Linked DNA regions of Mus musculus: region 2 is linked to region 1. A link is a contact called in public Hi-C data. All regions are on one chromosome and are shown on one strand. Each heading gives the region's core, a stretch centred on a gene start, on an enhancer-like site or on the middle of the called end of the contact. The rest is flanking DNA. Distances are from core to core; before and after follow the strand shown.

Region 1 (3,888 bases), core at 1,093-3,592:
TATAAACTTCAGAAGGGAACTGACTCGCATCCATATCTACTCCTCCACCCCTGTTTGCAGATGAGGACAGAGTCAGAAGAGCCACAGAAGACACTCAGGATTTTTCAGACTCTGAAATGGTGAGAAGAAGTGCATCTTTACTGTTTGTCAGTGCAGGAAAGGATGTGTGTGGTCCTAGGAAGAATGTGGTCTTATTCCATAGCAACTCATCTCTAAAGCAGCAGTAGTGAGATACCGATGCATCTGCTTCCTATATATGACTTTAATGTTCACTCCTCTGTTGAGGAAGTGCTGGCTAACCCATACATGCCTGTGGCTGTGGCAGATTGTAGTGGGCGGTTCTCTGCTCTTAGACTTATTTCCCTTGCCCTAGTGAAGCACTTTGTCTCTTAGTGAAGAGACTTGAAAAGGGACAACGGAGAGTAGATAATTATGATTTAAAATAGTCTTGCCACTCGTTTTTGTTTGTTTTTTTTTTCTTTTTGTTTTGTTAACCTGCATCCTTTATTTTGTTAAATGTATCAGTATGGGGAAAATGGGAGAATTAAAAAAGAGAAAGAGAGAGAGAGAGAACATTCCTTGAATTAAAAAAAAGTCTATGAAAATACAGCAGGAAGATGTACACCAGACATGGTTGTCTTCAGCTTTATATGCCCTAGTCTCCAGATCCATCAGAAGGAAGTATCTCTGAAGACAAAACACACACACACACACACACACACACACACACACACACACACACACTCCATTATTACAGTGTTAAGGGGATCAAGGCGCTGCTATCTGTCACATTTATAATAGAATTAAGTAAGGTTAAGAAGCACTTACAAAACTTAAAAATGACTACACAGTCTCCTTATGCCTTTAGTTGTTAATATATTCCTTATTCTACCAGTTAGGATCATTTTAATCTTCATTTTGGTGTATACTAGAGGGAAATCTGTGTTTTCTGTGTAGTTGTTTATCTGTGCCTTCTGAGTAGTTGTTCCTTAAAATATGTTTTGGGTTATGGACATGTGCTCAGTTAGCATGCATTCCTTTTGTTCTCATAGTAACTCCATAATGATAGTATAGACATTTCTTTTTTTGTATAAGAAAACAGAAACTTGCAAGATTTAAATCCTGGCATGTGTCAAAGCAGTCTCAAACCCAGAGCCAAAGCACTTGTCTACTAAGCTGATAAAGAGGCCTTGTGTAAAGTCTTCATTGAAGGCTCTGATAACAAATGTAGAATAAGAAACGGCTGAATTCTTAGCTCCTAGGCCTGGCATTATGGATCTCTTTCCCAGTGGCACCATCCATTCATCAGACATTCATATCAATCTTCCTATGAGACAGCCCACCTTTTTTCATCCTGTCCACAAGAGTGTTATAAGAGCTTCCTAATGCCTTGCAGAAATCAGGTTTCCCCTAGACATGGCACAGACATTATCTTATCTATCAGCCGGGGAAGTGGACTACAGGACCCGAGATTCAGTGCCTGTCTAACATTTGGCCTCATAAATATCTGTCAAATTAATGATTGACTTGACTCTGTTTCCTGGTCTTTCCATTGTATTCACTGCTGACCTGCAGCTGCTTAGATGCTTAGAGCAATTACTCTACGAGGCCTTAACTGTGCTGGCGTACTGACAGGTGAAGACAAAACAAGAACTCTGTTCAGAGATTGGCTAGCTCCCTTGTATGAAACATACATGACTGTGGCCCTGTTTAATTAGCCTGCTGTTTGCTCCTGAGCCAAGATCTCTGACATCACATGTGCAATTAGCAGTAGTGCTAAGGCGCTGAGTGTCACAGTGGGTGGACTGAACACATGATTCCCATCCTCTCCAGAGGACAGGCCTGTCAGTCTGCTTCTAGGGGGCCTGAGAATGAGTGTCCATTGACAGTTACACAGAGAGAAATGCTCTGATGAGAACCAGGTCCCCAGAGTCAGGCATGAAGTTGAGGTCCCCCCAGTTTGCCTTTACACTTGCTCCTTGATAATGCCATCAGCAGGACCAGAAGAAAAAAATAAAACTGGATCATTTGCAACCCTGTTTTGATGCTATCTTTTTCATGAATATTAATGTCTTGCAATTAAAAAAATGAGTCACACAGTATGATACATAAGGTATCTCATTTTAATATTTTTAAATATCCTTAGGAGATACGGCAGTATCAACGTAAATATCACCTAGATATTGTCAAGTTATGATTTTTAAAAATAAAAATAAGTGGATTCCCAACAAGCCTATATTTCAGAAGAGAAAACACTCAGCATCTGCTCTGGGAGAGCATCTGGGATTTAAGGCTCCTTGAACAATGAATCGTTCTCAGTAGTGTCAGTCCTCCAAAGACAAAACTGTCCAGAAGCAGGAGATGGAACTGAGCGCCTTGAGAGAGTGGAATCCCTCTGGGCTGCACTGCTCTGTGTGTGTGATCCCCTCTATCAGAGTCCAGTTTCAGCCTGATCTGCATCAGAGGGGCATAATTTGATAGAGAAACTGCAGGAGAGAACTTCAACTGCTTAAGACTCTTTCTATGATGGCTCTAAAGCTGCATTAAATTCTCCATTTAGACCTGACCAACCACCAATTATTTAGGTGCTCAGGAAGAGAGAAAGGAAAAAAGGAAGAAAGAAAGAAGAAAGAAAGGAAGAAAGAAAGAAAGAAAGAAAGAAAGAAAGAAAGAAAGAAAGAAAGAAAGAGAGAGAGAGAAAGAGAGAGAGAATGAGAGAGAGAATGAGAGAAAGAAAGAAAGAAAGAAAGAAAGAAAGAAAAGAGAAGGAAGAAAGGAAGGAAGGAAGGAAGGAAGGAAGGAAGGAAGGAAGGAAGGAAGGAAGGAAGGGAAGGGAAGGGAAGGAGGAAGGGAGGAAAGAAAAGCTAAGGAAGGGAAAGAAAAAAAGAAAAGAGGATAAAAACAAAAAGGAAAGAAAAGAGAGAGAAACAAAATAGTCAAACTGTTTCCTCTGACCTGCAGGGAAAACAATAGCAAGTTTTTTGGTAGAGGTTATACTCTGTAATAGCTGATTCACAGTGTTTAGTGTCTTTCAAAGGATGGCTTTTGGTTTGTTAATTAGATTGTACAAATGTAATTACAACAGAAACAAAAACTGTGTGGTGTTTCCTCTATAGTGAATCCTTTTGGCCTAGTAGGCTAGTGTGGCATTTAAGAAAAGATGCCATTTATAACTGTGCTGTGCCTCTGTGAAAACCGAGGAAATGGTGTCCCTGCACCGTAATGGTACAGCCGTCCCAGTTCTCCACACTTCTATAATGATTACTATAAAAGAAGTTTTATCACCTTTCATTCCTCATACAAGCTACAATGCTTGCTATTATACTCCCTACAGGGCAGTTTTGTATTTAAAAACTGTGATCAAGAGAGCAACCAGAGCATAAAGCATTTAGCTTTGATATAAAAGCCCATAGGAAAGTAGTTTGCAACCTGCAAACTATATCTTGGTTAAGCTTTCTGATTTCATTGATTACAAAGTATAAAATCTGTACATACAAATAGTTCTCTGGGAGGAGCTTAGTGACAGAGAGTTCTAGAACATACTGTTCTTCACAACCTTTCTGAGTACACTGCATAACATGCATTAATCTCATCAGCGAAAATTTACAGCACAGATTGTGACTTCATCTGAAGAGCTCTAAGAAATGGGGTCTCTGCATATGGCCTCAGGCAGGATCAAGGGGCTAAAAATGGGGGACACAGTTGGTGATTAAATCCAAAGTGCTTTTTTACTGGCTGGAGCCATTTAAAAATAGCAAAGAAGAAGATGTCTGGAGATTTTGTCTTTAATTTAAATACGAATATCCAAAGCAATTTTCTCCTCTTGAATTATTGGCTCTACTCTCCGCCGATTTGGAAGCAGCTATGGCATCATTTTTCCTACCCAAG
Region 2 (4,092 bases), core at 140-2,639, 250 kb after region 1:
CTTTCTCTAGAGAAATTAAAAGGGGGAGTAAAATGCATGAGACAAAAACTCTCCAGGGAATATTTTCTCCACCCCATACCCCTCTGTCTGGCTGGCTTTCGTCTTCATTAATTTTTTCAATTTTGTTTTGTTTTTGTGACACAGCTCACCATACTTCATAAGTTGAATTTATGCAAAGGTGGGACTACACAAATTCTACCAGTGGGACCTGTAACGTTTGCAACGTTCCCTAGAAGGAAAAGTGGCGCCCTAGGGATCCCAAGGTTAGCAGCTTACAGTCATTAGACTAGACAGTTTGAAGCTCTCCCTGGGCCATGTCACCTCCTAAGCCTCTGAGACAGGAATGTCACTGCCCTTCTTCCCTCTCAAGTCTGGTGGTCATCATAAGGGGCCTTCGGATGATGCAAGGCTGGGTTCGGCCATTTGTTTTTAAATGGCTTAGTAAAATTAGTATGTGCTTACATAGCAATAAGTGGGACATAAAGCATATAGATACCAAAATGTTAACAACTGTGGAATCTAGGCAAGGGATACATAAGCACCCAGGTTTTCTCAAAAAGGCAGGAAAATGAGATCACTTTCAGATGCACAGCACTTGATGAGCCTGCCAACAGCAGGTAAAGATAAAGTGTCTCTATTCAGTTAAAAAGAGGCAGCAACCAGGCGTCACAGCTTTCAGGATATTAAAGTCCTTCCCCATCTAACTGACTTGATTATTCAGCAATTGTTTGCTGAGCATCTGCCACCTTAAGTGCGGGTGATAATTCAATAATGAAAAGACACATTCTTAATCTGGGAAAGTGACATTAGAGAAGAACACACAAGTAAGCCATTTGGGGGTTAAATAGAATTCTGTGGTGGATGCTGTAGGGGCAAAGAACATCTCAGCCAACCCTGGATTTTCAGAAAGACTCCCAAGTAACTAAGATGAGAACATTAGGCCTAGGGGAGACAGAGGGAGCATTAGCCTGGCAGTAAAGGCTGGTGTACTCCTCAGAGAACTCTGGGTTACTGTTTAAGGGCTATGAGATCCTCAGAAGAAAGCCATTGAAACTGCAGGGACCATGCACAATTCTAAAGAATGACGAGCTATTCTTTGTTCTGAAGTTACTAAGTGTAGATTTGAGGGTGGGGTGCAGTGAAAAGTGGTAAAGGACCCTTTAAAACCACCTTCCCGATAGGAACCCATTAAAGAGTATTAAGCCTGGAGGCGACTAGATCAGATGTCCATTTATAAAGGTCCATCTGGCATCAGAGTGAAAAATAAATTGAGGCAGAAACAAACCTAATCGTAGGAGGCCACTTAGGAGACCATAATGGCTGGTTTAAGAGAGACGGTGACTTGAGCCACAGCAGTGACAAATGACAGGGCAGAAAAGCAGGTGGATCTTGACAGTGCATTAAACATGGAACCAAGTGCACTGAGCTAAAAGCCAAGGGCGATGAACTCCAGGGCTTCGTCTAAGGCAAGTTGGTGAGCAGGCGGAGAGCCAGGGACTGCAGTGCTCAGAGGAAGGGCTGGAAGGGGGAACCTGGGACACAGCAACAATGTAAAGTATTAAGCAGAACTCATCAGGCTCTTCTGGAGGTCAGCACATGATAACCCAAGACAGTGACAGATGGCAGTCAAAACCAATGCTCCCACCATCAACTATACAATCTTTCATAGGGATAGGCAGAGGGCAAGTAAAGCTCTCGTGGTTCTGATGAGTGTTAATTCTGAACAGCATGGTGAAAGAGAAGGTGCCTGACAGCTATGACGTGCCACTTTCTATTGATGTGCTGACCTTTGCCTACCAACATTCCTTGAAGCCATACAACTGTGTCTCTTTCCAGTTCTCTTCTCCTTAGAAACTTTTCCTTCTTTATTTTTTTTTTATGCCTCTTCATCCCCTACCTCAAGTTTCAAGGACAAATTATATTATTTGGGGTAATTCTTTTTGTCTGCATGGGTCCATCAGTGACTAAATATTTATCTAGTCTCTCGGGTGAGCGTCTGGGGATTTAAGTGGCACTGCCGTCAAGAGGTCTCGTCCTTTGAGATCACATCACTCTGAATTGGATTATCTGCCTCTCTCCATGTGCTAGCCACACATCCCTGAGTAAGTAATACATACATCTCTCTGTTCCTCATTATCCAGCCAAAAAATAAAATAAAAAAGCTTGTACTTTACAAGTCTGCTGCATTATGACAGAAAATAAATATGAACAGAACAGCCTGGTGCCCCAAAGACACAGGTCTTGTCTGCCTCTGAAGACTGTTGCCTGGGGATGACTAAGCTAGTACTCAAAAGAGGGCTATGATTTTCCAGGACTCATTCTGCCATAGGAGTTCAGCTGTTTTAATGAACTGTGTTGCTATTCCCATTATTGCTGTGACTTGCTACCAAGGGCTTGCGGGAAACTTGTCTACAAGCCTTTGAGCAACACTTGAACATATCTGTATCGTTATTATTTCTGAATCTCCTCTTTTGTTTGCTGTAGCTTGGGAGTTGTTTCTTTCTTTGCTGAGTGCTGTTTTACAAAAACAGCCAGATGTCTCTGCAGCTTGCCGTTCCTGGCTGCGTACTCCCTTGTAGATACTACTCAGCTGTGTTCAGTTAATACACCATGTCTGTGGAAACTTTGCTGGTCTAGAGAAACTGTGCCTGAGCTGAACACAAAATGAGACACAGAGATTGAAACCTAGAGACAAGTGAGTGCTTAAATATCACTGTAAGCCTTTATCCTTTTTTGTGCATAAAAATACTTTACAAATACTTAAAATCATTTTAAATTGTACATTACCAATATCACAGGATTTTAGCCAGAATTCTCTAGAGGAGCAGAACTGGTAGAATGAATGTAAATTATGAAAGGGACATATTAGATTGGCTTGCACAATATAAACTGAACATTACAATGATGGCTGTCTGCACACTAGAGAAGCTGAGAAGCTCACTGCCCTTAAGGCAGAGAAGATCTGTAGGGTTCTGGGAGTTGCTCAGGCCAAGAGGCTGAATCCCTCAGATTGCTAATCTGGTGCTGAGGGCCTAGAGGATTCCTGGAGAGCCAATTGATTTCATTCAAAATTGGAAGGCTGAGGAAGCTGGGTTCTGATGTTAGTGAAAGTGACAAAAGCAGTAACAGAGTAGATGCAGTCACCATCAGAAGTGAAGTTAGGCAGGCAAAAACAGCACTGCATTTCCCGCAGGCCCCTCCTTGTCTGGGCTGTTGCCCTCTCTAAGGGAGGATCGTCTCTCCCCATTAGTCAATCCCCCTAGTAAATGTCTTCGTATATATGCCCAGAGCCTTATCTCTTAGTTAATACAAGGTCTAATCGTATTGGAAATCAAAATTAACCATCACAACTCCTCTGATGAACGGTTACTAAAATACCATTAACCATTTAGTTTAATACCATTGCTTGTAAAGATTGAGTGCATACCATTTTATTGTATTCCCAGATTAAGAGGGACAACTCCTAACGTTGGAGCCCCCAATTTCCGTAGACTCTTGAGCACTTATTGATAGCATAGAAAAACAAAATGCATCATGACTCATAAGCCAGTATCTTCGTTTTTCTTGAAGAAAATTCATTCTAAGACTGTTCTCTTGCCTGTAAGTGGATTAGTAGGTGACTTGAGCTTCAAAAGCTATTTCAGTTGTTCTGAGCTTTGGCTATGGAAGCATAGGGTACAGGGTGTACCCTAAGGTAGGACATGTTAATTTCCCATAGACACATCAGCTCACCAATGCCATGCTAATCCACTTACAGGCAAAAGGACCATTAAAAGTAGAGATGGTTATTTTGGCCCAGGGATTTATTGATGGTATCCTCACTGATAGTTGATGTCTTAGAGATCCAGGTTGAACTGCAGTGTGACTCTGACTGATGGAGTCACAGTGTATGTCTGATTTCCAGTATGTCATGCTCCTTTGTAAATACAGATTCTTATATAGTCCAGGCTAACCTTAAACTCAACAAGTAGCTCAGGCTGACTGTGAAGTCATGATCATCTTACCTCTACATTGTAAATGCTGCGGTGACGACTGGTGCCACCATGTCAGGCCACTTTCTTCTTGTATATGTATACGTATACGTGTACGTGT

What was found. A called contact is a pair of places that touch in the nucleus more often than the background predicts.
Region 2: a Hi-C map of the N1E-115 cell line shows a contact between it and region 1, with 3 times the contacts expected there. The contact joins two enhancer-like sites. A contact is called at or near these places in 4 of 484 Hi-C or Micro-C datasets (the N1E-115 cell line, embryonic stem cells, nephron progenitors and 1 more) and 1 of 115 datasets of contacts at active chromatin or transcription factors (embryonic stem cells).

What each region holds. Positions count from the first base shown.
Region 1 is chr10:36,553,954-36,557,841 of GRCm38.p6, forward strand. All of the region lies in intron 1 of Hs3st5 (heparan sulfate (glucosamine) 3-O-sulfotransferase 5), which reads left to right. Among named protein-coding and RNA genes, the nearest start is that of Hs3st5, 49 kb to the left of the region's middle. Within about 2 kb of position 2,343, at least 11 of the 459 cell types and tissues checked have an H3K27ac peak or open chromatin away from gene starts, as enhancers often do. A contact at or near this core is called in the N1E-115 cell line, where this site is marked.
Region 2 is chr10:36,809,687-36,813,778 of GRCm38.p6, forward strand. All of the region lies in intron 3 of Hs3st5 (heparan sulfate (glucosamine) 3-O-sulfotransferase 5), which reads left to right. Among named protein-coding and RNA genes, the nearest start is that of Gm22554, 36 kb to the left of the region's middle. Within about 2 kb of position 1,390, at least 8 of the 459 cell types and tissues checked have an H3K27ac peak or open chromatin away from gene starts, as enhancers often do. A contact at or near this core is called in the N1E-115 cell line, where this site is marked.